Regions from separate parts of the Mus musculus genome. Here region 1 is linked to region 2. A link is a contact called in public Hi-C data. All regions are on one chromosome and are shown on one strand. The core of a region is the stretch at or near the end of the contact, and the rest is flanking DNA. Distances in the headings are between cores, read along the strand shown.

Region 1 (5,695 bases), core at 2,475-4,974, 110 kb after region 2:
GCCACCAAGGGATTCCATAAAAGGAATCTCTAAGTGACATCTGGAGCCAGTCACTTTAAGAGCTGAAGGATGAGACTGCCAGTGTTTTGTAAAACCTCAGTCATTTAAGTAAAAATGGCTTACAGGAAATATGTACGCCTTGTTGGCCTGACCTCACTGGAGAGCTAGCGATTTGTTAGGCTGAGGAATGGCCTTGTCACAAACACAAGTCCATCTGGAAGACAGAGTTTAGGCTTGAGCCGATCCTTATTTTGATTGTGTGGCCGATTTCATTAAGCTGGTGAAATTTAATTTCAGCCTGTGTGTGTACACACACCTGTGATCCCAGAACTCGGGAGGCTGAAGCAAGAGGATGGAAAGGTTGGGGTCAGGATGGGCTACATAACAAACCCCAACCTGTATTTGTTTGAGTAGGAAAAAAAAGGAATACTATGGTGCTGAAGTATATATGGAAAGCTTATGATGTAATTTCTCATGTGATCTGGGATTCATGGTAAGCAGTAGCCTGTTTTTAGAGCCTTAGCCTTAGCCTAGTCCCTTGACTTCCAAAACAGTGAAAAATATATATATATATATATGTGTGTGTGTGTGTGTGTGTGTGTGTGTATACATACATACATATACATATATATATCACAATAATTCTAAAGGCCCTGGCTCTTACAGCACGTGCTTGGCTGCACTTGAATGTTCTCATCATCCCGCCATACACACACATTGTTCTTACTCCTGCAGCAAGTAAATAACTGAAAAACAAACAAACAAACAAAAAACCCTTCTCCATAGCATCTAACCTGTTTGCCCAGAAGAGGTCGTCTGAAGTGAAGGACCAAGCGAGTCTCAGGAAATGGCAGGTGATGGATGCCATGCGCCCTGACTCTCAGTTCAAGGTATCCAGTGAGTCGCTGAGTGGGTAGATGGTTGGATCAGTGATCCTGCCACAGACCCCCCCCCTTTATTAACTCTGGGGAAATGCAAAGTCAAAGAAAAATGACTAACAACCTAATTGGTCCTGAGTGATGCCTGGTCAGTGCTGTGCTCACCAACGCACTTGAGCCTCTGTCTGTCCCTGGTCCACGTTTGGATGTTCTCATGTGTACCTTGGGGATTTGTGTGCCACTAAAACACGCTGACCAAGTCAAGAGTAGCAGATCCAGATTCAGAAGGCCAGTACCATTCTCCGCCTCGATGAGCACTTGAAAGCCACTCCCAGCGTGGCTGCTCACAGCGCCTTCCCCATTGCACCGGCCAGTGGGCCTGGGAGAGGCATCGTAGGAGAGGCGTCTGCAGTGGGCCCTTCTGCACAGTGGGCTCCAGCCTGTGGATTATGTGCTGTCCACAGGCAGGCCTGAATACCGCTGTTGGCTGGATGCTGACCGCCTTCATCAGAAAGCCCAAGTTTGTCAGACATTAAGTGCAGTGTAAGCCACGTCGGGAGATTTGGGACCTTGATCTTAGCAAAGTGCTAATTGAAGAGCCTGGTTTTTCTTTTCAGTAGCTAAGGAAGGCTTGCTGCTGCTGCTGCTGCTGCTGCTGCTGCTGCTGCTGCTGCTGCTGCTGTGCTACACAAATACAGCCAAACCTGAGACCTTTCTGTGCTATCCATTTTCTCAGTATGAACAAAATTCACTTAATTTCATGCATATTTTGCAACCCTTAACTACCCAGTCAGTTTAGACAGTGACAACTTTTGGGTTGTTGCTCTGACTGAGGGGGAATAAAAACAAAAAAACAAAAAACTCTGGCCTTCCTGGGTTTCTTACTAGCCTCAGTCCTGGAGTCAGAGATCAATAGGTGCTGCTTGTAGAAGTAAGACAGGAATCTGGCAATTTAGAAGTTAACTAGATGTAGCCCTTAATATATGAGCTAACGGCTGTTCAGTAGTTTTCTTAGGTAGAACAAGTGGGTGGATGATAAAAAACAGTGTGTTCCCTTGTCTTCCAGTAGCTGTGATTACAGTCAAAGTGAAGTTCTGTGCCTAATAATAACTTCAGTTACACTGAAAGCCAGTGGGAAGTGACTGCACATAGATTAAGTGTAAGATCAGGGAAGCTCTCATATTTTGATTGATATATAGACATATTATATAACATATAATATATAATACATATATATGTATACATACATATATATATATATATATATATATACACACACACACACACACACACACATACTAGCAGATAATTGTCTCAAGCTTTAGTTCTACTGAGTTGCAGAGATAAAGCCTAGAAGTATCTTTCAAAAGGCTGTTCCTGTGTCTTAGCCGGCCGACATTGTCTGGGCCAAGGCTATGAAGCATGACCTTCAGCAACCATAAGTTACAAAGTCAGTGTAACTGCAGAGAATGGCACCCAGACAGTGCTGAGGGGCTAGAGAGTTGGCTCACCAGGTAACTGTGTACAAAAGACTCGAATTCCGTGCTCTGCATCTGCAGCTCACCTGGCCTGTAATCCCAGCTCCAGGGGATCCAGTGCCTCCAGCCTCCACCTGCAATCTTGTGCAAATACCCACACACATGCACGCAGCTAAAAATAAAATACATTTTTATTTGAAGTGAGTGATGCTAGTGGCAAAAGGAATGGCTCAGCCAATGGTGTTGGAGGAAATTGTCACATTTAGCATTGAGACAGCGTCCCTGCATCTGGTCATATGGAGGAAAGGGTGAAAGGTCACGGAAGGTCATGTGGGACAAGATCGTTCTTGATAGCAGACTTGTCACCTATCTCCAAGGCTGTGCTGGGTACTTTTTGTCAACTTGATACAAACTAATCACATGGGAAGAGGGAGCCTCAGTTGAGACTTTGCCTCATTAGAATGGCTGGTGGCCACATCTGTGAAGCATTTTCTTTATTGATGGTTGATAATGGGACGGCCCAGCCTACTGAGATCGGTGCCACCCTGGGCAGGTGATCCTGCCTGAGTTCCCACCCTGACATCTCTTCATGGAGGACCATAAGCTGTAAGACAACACAATGACTTTTCTTCCCAGGTTGCTTTTTATCATGGTGTTTGTCCCAGAAACAGAAACCAAAGTAGAACAAAGGCCTTCTAAGTTCTTTTATGTAGCATTCTTATTTCAAAATAGTTTCTAATGAGCAAACTCTTAGACACGGAAGGCACCAGCCTTTAAGTGACTCGAGGTTGGCCATGGTGTTTCCAGATCTCTAATGAACTCTCTGATGCCTTCCCACGACCTTGAAAAGCAACGTGACTCACAGTTGATTCTAAAACCGCAGATACATCTAGTGGGAGGGAAACTACTGGCATATGCTATACAAAGGTAATCACTTCTGTATATAGATCTGGGTATACTTTTAATAAAGAGGTAGTTAAATAACATATCCAGTCTGTGTGATGGCACACACCTGCAGCCTCAGCTGTTTGGGAGGTTGAAGCAAGAGCATTGCTAATCTGAGGCCATCTGAACAGATAAGCAAGACCCATCTAACAAAAGGAGCCTGGATATTCTAGTGCTAAAGAGGAGCATAGAACAAAAGGGATGACATTTACTGGTAACCAGGTACATGATTTCATCCCTTTAATTTTATACAGAAAGGGAGAAGAGTGATAATGGTCTGTAATTCACACACACACACACACACACACACACACACACACACACACACACACACGCTGGATAAATCTTGAGAAAGCAGTATGTATTGAGCAGGCTGGCATTTGTATAACAGGGCTTGGGCAGCAGCGACACCTAGAGGCCTGATGTCTAGATGCAAGTAGAGGGCTTCCTGTTCATTTTAACCATTACCAGAACAAATGAAGAGAACCCTGAAGGTGGCAGTGGCCTTTTCAGAAGCCTTTTGCAGCATGTGAATCTTTACACGACTTTAGATTGCCTAAGGCGTCAGGAAACCTCATTCTAGAAAGATGGGGGGGGGGTGCTCCTGTGGAGGGGAAAGTCTAGCCTGAGTGGAAGCAGACCTGCAAAGGTTTACCTTCTGCAAGCTCACTGTCCAAGGATCGAGAGTTTTCTCTAAAGTAAATTATAGAACAAGTCAGATTCTTCACGTTATCAACCACAGGATCTCATATGCTTTGCAATAGAAAATCTGTAACTATGATGCAGGCTCTGGGGGAAGCCACACAGTGCCCGGGGCAATAGAAAACTTTACTTGCTGAACCAGCAGAAAGTCAGGAGCAGAAACACTATGGGTCGGAAAGCCACAGTGATCAGCCCTTCCTTTGCTGCTAAGGAAGAGGAATTACCACACAGGAGAGGAGGGAAGAGAGGCACAGGGGCGCATCTCTGTGACACTCTCCACAGCAACATTAATTAACACTGCAGCGACTCCCTGCTGCTGACAAGCCATCTAGATGTGGCGGCTCCCAACATGGATGCATGTAAAATTCAGGCTAGAGGTCTCACAGGCTGATGCCAAGAGTTAAGTGGGATGGCTTCTGTTTGTTCCAGAAGAAAATCAGCTGCCTCGTCTTCTCGGCCCCTTGAGGCTGCCTGGTTGACAGTCACATCACGAATCCTAGCATGCTACTTCCTGTCTCTTCCTTTTGCTCAGACACTCCTCCTCATTCTTGAGAGGACCCCAGTGATTACCTTGGGTCACCATACATAATAATCCAGCGTAACCTCTTCATCTCCAGGAGCTCCCATCAGCTTCCTGCTGCCGCCAGGGTGAAGTAGTGCATCCGCGCACTATCTTTAGCCAAGAACATTATCCTGCCTACCTTGAGCATTGCGCGCGCTAACCCTGTGATCCAGGCTAAGGATATTTAAAGTCCCTGACTCTAAAGAAGAAAGGATGCGGATGAAGCAAATAAATCAGATTTCTAGCAGCGTTAACCAGGAGGAGGTTAGTTCAGATGAGGCAGTTAGTTCTATGTCTGACCGATAAGGAAGAGTTAGCCAAGTGAATAGCTTTAAAACAGAGCAAATAACAACATGCAAAGGTTCAAATGTACACATACTTTATTAGTTGCTATGATCAATAAGATATTCGATGATTTTACTAAAAGTGGCAGATGAGGTTTAGCTATGTTATGAGAGAGATTCTCCTACGAAAATATCTCTCTGGGGGTGGGGGAGGGAAGGGAGGGAACAAGAAAAGAGAGGGAGAGAAGGAGGGAGGGAAAGGGGAGGGTGATTTCTCACAAAAGCATTACTTCTGTGTCCTATAGGAGATTGTACAACCTGGCCAAACAGTCAAAGATTTCAAAAGTATTTTAATCTACCTCTTTGTTAGCCATGTCTAATGATAAAAAGAAACTATAAAGCTAGAACTGATGACCCAGTGAAAATATTAAAAGAACATTTCTAGAAAGATGTAAAATATATATTTTTTTGTGAGGCTCTTTCACAGTTCTGTTCTCTTCCCGCTAGCCTCAGGAACAATTCAGGGAGATTTTCATTAAGTTTGAAAAAAAAAATCTCCATGCTAACAACCCAAGTGTGAGTTGTTAAGACACGTGAGACAATTGTGATATCATTGAACCATTTCACGCCAAAGAGCTTGTGAAACATCCCTTCCCTACTAGTTATAGAAATGGTCTTTGATGTTGAACTCCTGAATGTGGCCTCATCCACAGCCGGTGCGTACATCACAGGCTATGGAAAGGGATGTGAAGTGTGGCCGGAGACCTGGGAGGGTCAAGGATCAGCGCACAGCCTGTGAAGAAGGTTCCCTTAAAGAAAGCGGGATGAACAATAAGCTCACTTTGC
Region 2 (5,534 bases), core at 1,094-3,593:
TGGTGCTGAGGAAGGCAGACGTTGACCTCACCAAGAGGGCTGGAGAGCACACGGAGGATGAGGGGGAGTGTGTGATCACCACTTTGCAGAATCCACGACAGCACAAGACCCCAGACTGGCTCTTGAACAGACAGAAAAGGATGCGAAAGATGGAAAATTCAGTCAGGTTCTGGCCAACGATCTAAACAAGCTGTGTGAGGACCTGGGGCAACTGAAGAAGATTAGAGCCCATGGGGGACTGTGCCACTTTGGGGGCTTTCGTGTCCAAGATCAGCACACCAAAGCCACCAGAGCTGTACTGTGGGTCTATTCAAGAAAAAATGAGTCTCTGGTCCTTTGCTGTTAATAGTTTATATAGCTATGAATAAAAAGAATTTATTACCCTGACAGTTAGCAGTCTTTACTCTCTGTTCGTCCTTATAAGGTTATGTTGTGCCCCCTCCCCCCATAGCCCGTGAATATGCAAATGAAGCATCTTCCAACATCCCTGCCCTGGCCAATTGTTCACAGTCACACAAACCTTGCCCCCAGAGACCCTGGACATCTCCCCAGGGACACAAATACTACTTTCTCCCTCCCCACTAAACTGAACCAGTGTTCCAAAGCTGTTCCCTCTGAGTGTGGAGTGTGTGTTCTTTGCCGGTGCACTCACCGCGGACCAAGATCCTGCCTGCACCCACCCGTGCCCGGCTAAACTCTCTTCTAGTCCAGCCCAGTGCACAAGGGGCCTGGCTATCCTGAGCGGGAGAAGCAGACACAGGCCAACAGGGAGGGCCAACAGGAAGGGACTTCATACTGTGATCCTAGCCACCTCACTAGCTACCTCCACGCCTGAGATTAAATCTTGAGTTCGTTGGCCTTGGGGCCAGATAAGGATAAACCTGGGGAGGAGCCCAGTAAGCCAGGCACAGATGGATGCCCTTGTGAGACTATGGAGCAGCTCCAAAGGGCTTGGGACATTTTTAAATGTTTTTTGTTCTGGAATCTCCTGGCTTTCTCCCTAGGACTGTACCGCTAACCTTTTTGCATGAACTCTTTTCTACTCCTGGCAGGATGGAATCATTCTCTGCCAAAGGGCTCTGTTTCACTGCCCCTGCTTTTCCTCGAGCCTTTAATCCTCCCACATATCTGTATCCAGGCAAAGACTACATTTCCTCCCTCCGCCTGACTTTTATTCAAATGGAACCACTGTAGCATTTCTGAAGTCCCTTAGATGGGACCACTGGAGGGGTGACCCTACTACCACACCAGAATACCCAACGGAGCTCTAAAAAGCCAGACCAGCCATTGCACAGTTCCATGGAGGTAGTTATGGATGGGGAGAGTTGTAAACAAGAGAGAGAATCGCAACAGCGACATGAAAAACAAACAATTTTGATTCTTGTCTTTGGCCAGAAATGTCATAAGCACTCCAGGCAGAGACCCTGATTCCTGTGCTGGTTTTGGTTTTGGCCTGGCCAGAGGTCAGACTTGCCAGAAATGTTTCAGCCAGAGGTTCTGTGTATGCCACAACCCATTGCTATGTCAAAGCACATGGATACCTTGTCATTGGATGGTATAGTTAGCATGATCTGTTAATCTGACACAACCCAGAGAAAATGCCATGTCTGTAGGGCATTTTCCTTGATGGCTAATTTATGTAGTAGGGCCTAGCTTGTTATGAGAAGGACCCTCCCCTAAGCAGGTGGGTAGCTGAACACAAGCAAGGAACTAAGGCAGTAGGCAGCTTCCCTCCATGGCCTCTGCTTCATTTCTGCCTCCACGTTCCTGCCTTGAGCTCCTGCCCTGGCTTCCGTAGATGACTATAACCTTAAAGGAACTCTTTCCTCCCCTGTTGCTTATGGTCATGGCGTTTATTACAGCAACAAAGAGCAAACCGACAGCGGGCCAATGCGAATGACTAGCTCACACCATGCCTCAATCATTTCTACCATAAGTCCCATGAAAGTTTCCCCATCTCTGAATCCTGCTTCTGCTTTATAGGAGCTCCTCCCCCTCCCAAGCCCTCCCAGTCCCCCCCCCCTCTTCCCCTCTCTCTGGCCCTCTTGTTCTCTCTCTTTGGCTCTCTGGTTCTCTCTTGGCTTTCTCACTCTTTTCTTCCACTTGCTCATCTTCTTAGGCTCTCATCAACAAACCTATACCAAATTCCTTTCTAGAAGCCCACCTATTCCTGTGGTGCTTGAAAATCATTCGTCTGAATTGTGAGGCAAGACCTCAGAACAATTGGAAGTTTTGTGTGACCATGGGCTTTCAGCACACGACCTCCTTCTGAGTTAAGCCCCTCTGAGCCTAGAAAGTCTCTGTCACTCAAGGACCACACTTTGCTCAGTGTCACTAAGGTGATTATGACTAATCTGCACTGGAGCTTCTTGGACTTAGAAACAATGCAGAGCAGGTTGGAACCACCTTAATCAGATGCAGTTCTGGGTATCCAGGACGACATATTTTTATCTAAATTCCCCAAGTGGTCCTGACAAAAGTACTAAAATCCTCAGTTGTTGAAAATTATCATAAAATAATTCACTTGATGGTGCTTTGGATGAAGTACTTAAAACTGCCCATTCATTCAACTATTGACACATTTTCACATGAATTGTTTATCACAGGCGTGTGAGACAGGAAGAGCAGGAAGTATCGGTCCAGTCTACAGATGATAAATTGAACAGGTTAAGGTCCATGTGTCAATGTCAGAGCTGGAGAGATGCCACAGGTCTCTGCCAGGAGCTCTCATTTGCCATGTCGCTCCTACAATAGACCTCCATCTCCGTAGGTATCAAGCTAGGGCAGCAAGAAGGCTTATATTCAGAAGGTGGTTGGATGCCGAAGTAAGGAAGGATTGCAATTGGTCCTGTGTAGTCCCATCTCTCCCTTACCTGTCCTTCCTTCCCTGGCTCCTCCCTCTGAAGGATGGGAGAGAGGAAAATGTAAGTTTGTTACTCACGTTGTATCCTCACCATTTAGACCAGAGATCCACTCCTGTCTGGGCTATGCTTTTTAAAGTAAAGAATACACTTCTCAAAGTCTCCTGCCTCAAAACTTCCCTTAACACTCAGGCCTTTCGAGTTTTCCACAGGCCCCCATAACTATCGTCAGTATTTTTCTACCTATTCAATTCTATTGCGATTATAGTAATCCCTTTCCAAGGGAGCTTATCTGAGAGAAAATTATATGGCATGGAAATTGCTCTGTATCTTTTCAAAAACGGAGAGAAATTTTAGTATAAAGGAGCTACTTATTTGAAAGGATGTAGGGATGAGAGAATGCAGCAACTGATGGTAGAGGTTGCCTATGAGGCCAGAATGGCTCTAATATTAGCTTTTCATTCCTGTGACTGCTATTTCTGTCTCTCCTGGGGACTCATCTCACTCACTGAAGTACACAAGGATCATGGAGCATGAGAAAATGCTACATTAAAAAAAGAAAAAGAAACTAGGACTGTTGACTTGAATCAAGTAAAACAATTTTATCTTATTAAAAATTGAAAGGAAAGAGTTAGTAACTGGGTTTTGTGCTGATTACTTCTCATAAGTTTATACAATTTATTTTCTCAACTGAGAAATCACCTTATCAGACTGGCCTGTGAGCTTGTCTGTGGGGCATGTTCTTGATTGCTAATTGTTGTGGTGGTTTGAATAAGAACACCCCCCATAAACTCATATATAAGAATATTTGGTTCCCAGTCTGTGGACTGTTTAGGCAGAATTAGGAGATGTGGCCTTGTTGGAGAACAGGTGTCACTGGGGGTAGGCTTTGAACTTTTAAAATCCCTGCACTCTCTCTCTGCCTTGTGCCTCTGGTTAAGGACGTAAGCTCTCAGCTACTTGCTCTAGCACCCTGCCTGCCTGCCTGCCTGCCTGCCTATCTGCCTGCCTGCTAACATGCTCTCCATGATGATCATGATGATCATGGTCTAACTCTTTGAAACTGTAAGCAAGCCCCCAGTTAAGTGCTTTCTTCTGTAAATTGCCCCAGTCATGGTGTCTCTTCACTGTAATAGAATTTAGGACCTCTGCTCACTCCAGTCAACCCCGCTCACGCCAGTCGGCCCCACTCTGGCCCAAAGATTTATTTATTATTTTAAATAAGTACACTGTAGTTGTGTACACCTACAGTGTGTCAGAACTGGAAGAGGGCATCAGATCTCATGGGTGGTTGGGACCCACCATGTGGTTGCTGGGATTTGAACTCAGTAACTAAGACACTAATTGATATGGGAGCTCTCAGCCCACTAGGAGTGGTGCCACGCCTAGGCAAGTAGGCCCAGGCACACATAAAAGGAAGTTCAATGGGAGCAAGGATGTGAGCATTATTCTTCAACAGTCTATGCTTCACTTCTTGCCACCAGGTTCCTGCTCTGACTGCCCCCTCCCTTCCTTTTCCCTGTCCCCTCCTTCATTTTCAGTGTTGGGTATTAACCACAGGACTGTTCACATGCTAGGCAAGTGTTCTATGACTGATCTACATTCCCCTGTCCTGAAGTTACTATTTCATACATGGCATAGAAACCTTCATATGTTAAAAATTTGGATTTAATGAACCTGATAAACCTAAAAATTTGTTTGCCATCTTAATGATAAATTTGTGGGAATGGACATGTGGAGTTTGGATGAGTGACATTAAGCTGTGGGACAGTGACAATGTAGTTAACACATGGGCAGGGCTTATAAAGATGAGTTTTATTTTAGTATGATTGCTTGTATAGATTTGTTTTCATGCCTCTTCTATTGCTATGGTAAGACACCATGATCAAAGAAACGTATAGAAGAATTTATTGGGGGGTGGGGAGGTATACTGGCTGGTTTAGTGTCAACTTGACACAAGCTAGAGTTATAAGAAAGAAAGAAAGCCCAGTTGAAGAAGTGCCTCCATGAGCTCTAGCTGTAAGGCATTTTCTCCGTTAGTGATCACTGAGGGAAGCCCTTTGTGGGTGGGGCCATCCCTGATCTGGTGGTCCTAGGTTCAGTAAGTAAGCAGGTTGGGCAAGCTAGGGGAGGCAAGCCAGTGAGCAGCACCCCTTCATAGCCTCTGCCTCAGCTTCTACCTTCAGGTCCTGCCCCGTTTGACTTCCTATCCTGACTTCTTTGGTGATTAACAGCAATGTGGAAGTATAAGTCAAATCAACCTTTTCCTCCCCAACTTGCTTTTTGGCCATGGTGTTTCATTAGAGCAATAGAAACCCAAACCGAGACAGGAGGCTTACAGTTTAAAAAGGTAACAAGACCATGCCCATCATGTCATGGGGCGTGGCAACAACAATGAAGCATAGCTCTGTGGTCGTAGCTGAGAGCTCACGTCTTAATCCATAAGAATAGTGTAGATGGAGCTATTCTAACTCAGAGTGCCATGGGCTTTTGAAGCCTCAGAACCTGCCTCTAATGGCACACATCCTCCAAAAACGCTACATATCCTAACCCTTCCCAAACATTTCTACCAATTGGTGATCAAGTATTCAAACCTATGAACCTATGGGGGCCATTCTCATTAAAATTCCTCTCAGTGTCAACTCCCTGTGCCTGAGAAGGCTATCAGTAGGA

What was found. A called contact is a pair of places that touch in the nucleus more often than the background predicts.
Region 1: a Hi-C map of rod photoreceptor shows a contact between it and region 2, with 4 times the contacts expected there. The contact joins two enhancer-like sites. A contact is called at or near these places in 2 of 39 promoter capture datasets (hippocampal neurons and liver), 42 of 484 Hi-C or Micro-C datasets (the AML12 cell line, the AtT-20 cell line, B cells and 28 more) and 2 of 115 datasets of contacts at active chromatin or transcription factors (embryonic stem cells and liver).

What each region holds. Positions count from the first base shown.
Region 1 is chr9:83,606,402-83,612,096 of GRCm38.p6, forward strand. No RefSeq gene overlaps it. Among named protein-coding and RNA genes, the nearest start is that of Gm39384, 36 kb to the left of the region's middle. Within about 2 kb of position 3,725, at least 19 of the 459 cell types and tissues checked have an H3K27ac peak or open chromatin away from gene starts, as enhancers often do. A contact at or near this core is called in rod photoreceptor, where this site is marked.
Region 2 is chr9:83,497,783-83,503,316 of GRCm38.p6, forward strand. No RefSeq gene overlaps it. Among named protein-coding and RNA genes, the nearest start is that of Sh3bgrl2, 48 kb to the right of the region's middle. Within about 2 kb of position 2,344, at least 2 of the 459 cell types and tissues checked have an H3K27ac peak or open chromatin away from gene starts, as enhancers often do. A contact at or near this core is called in rod photoreceptor, where this site is marked.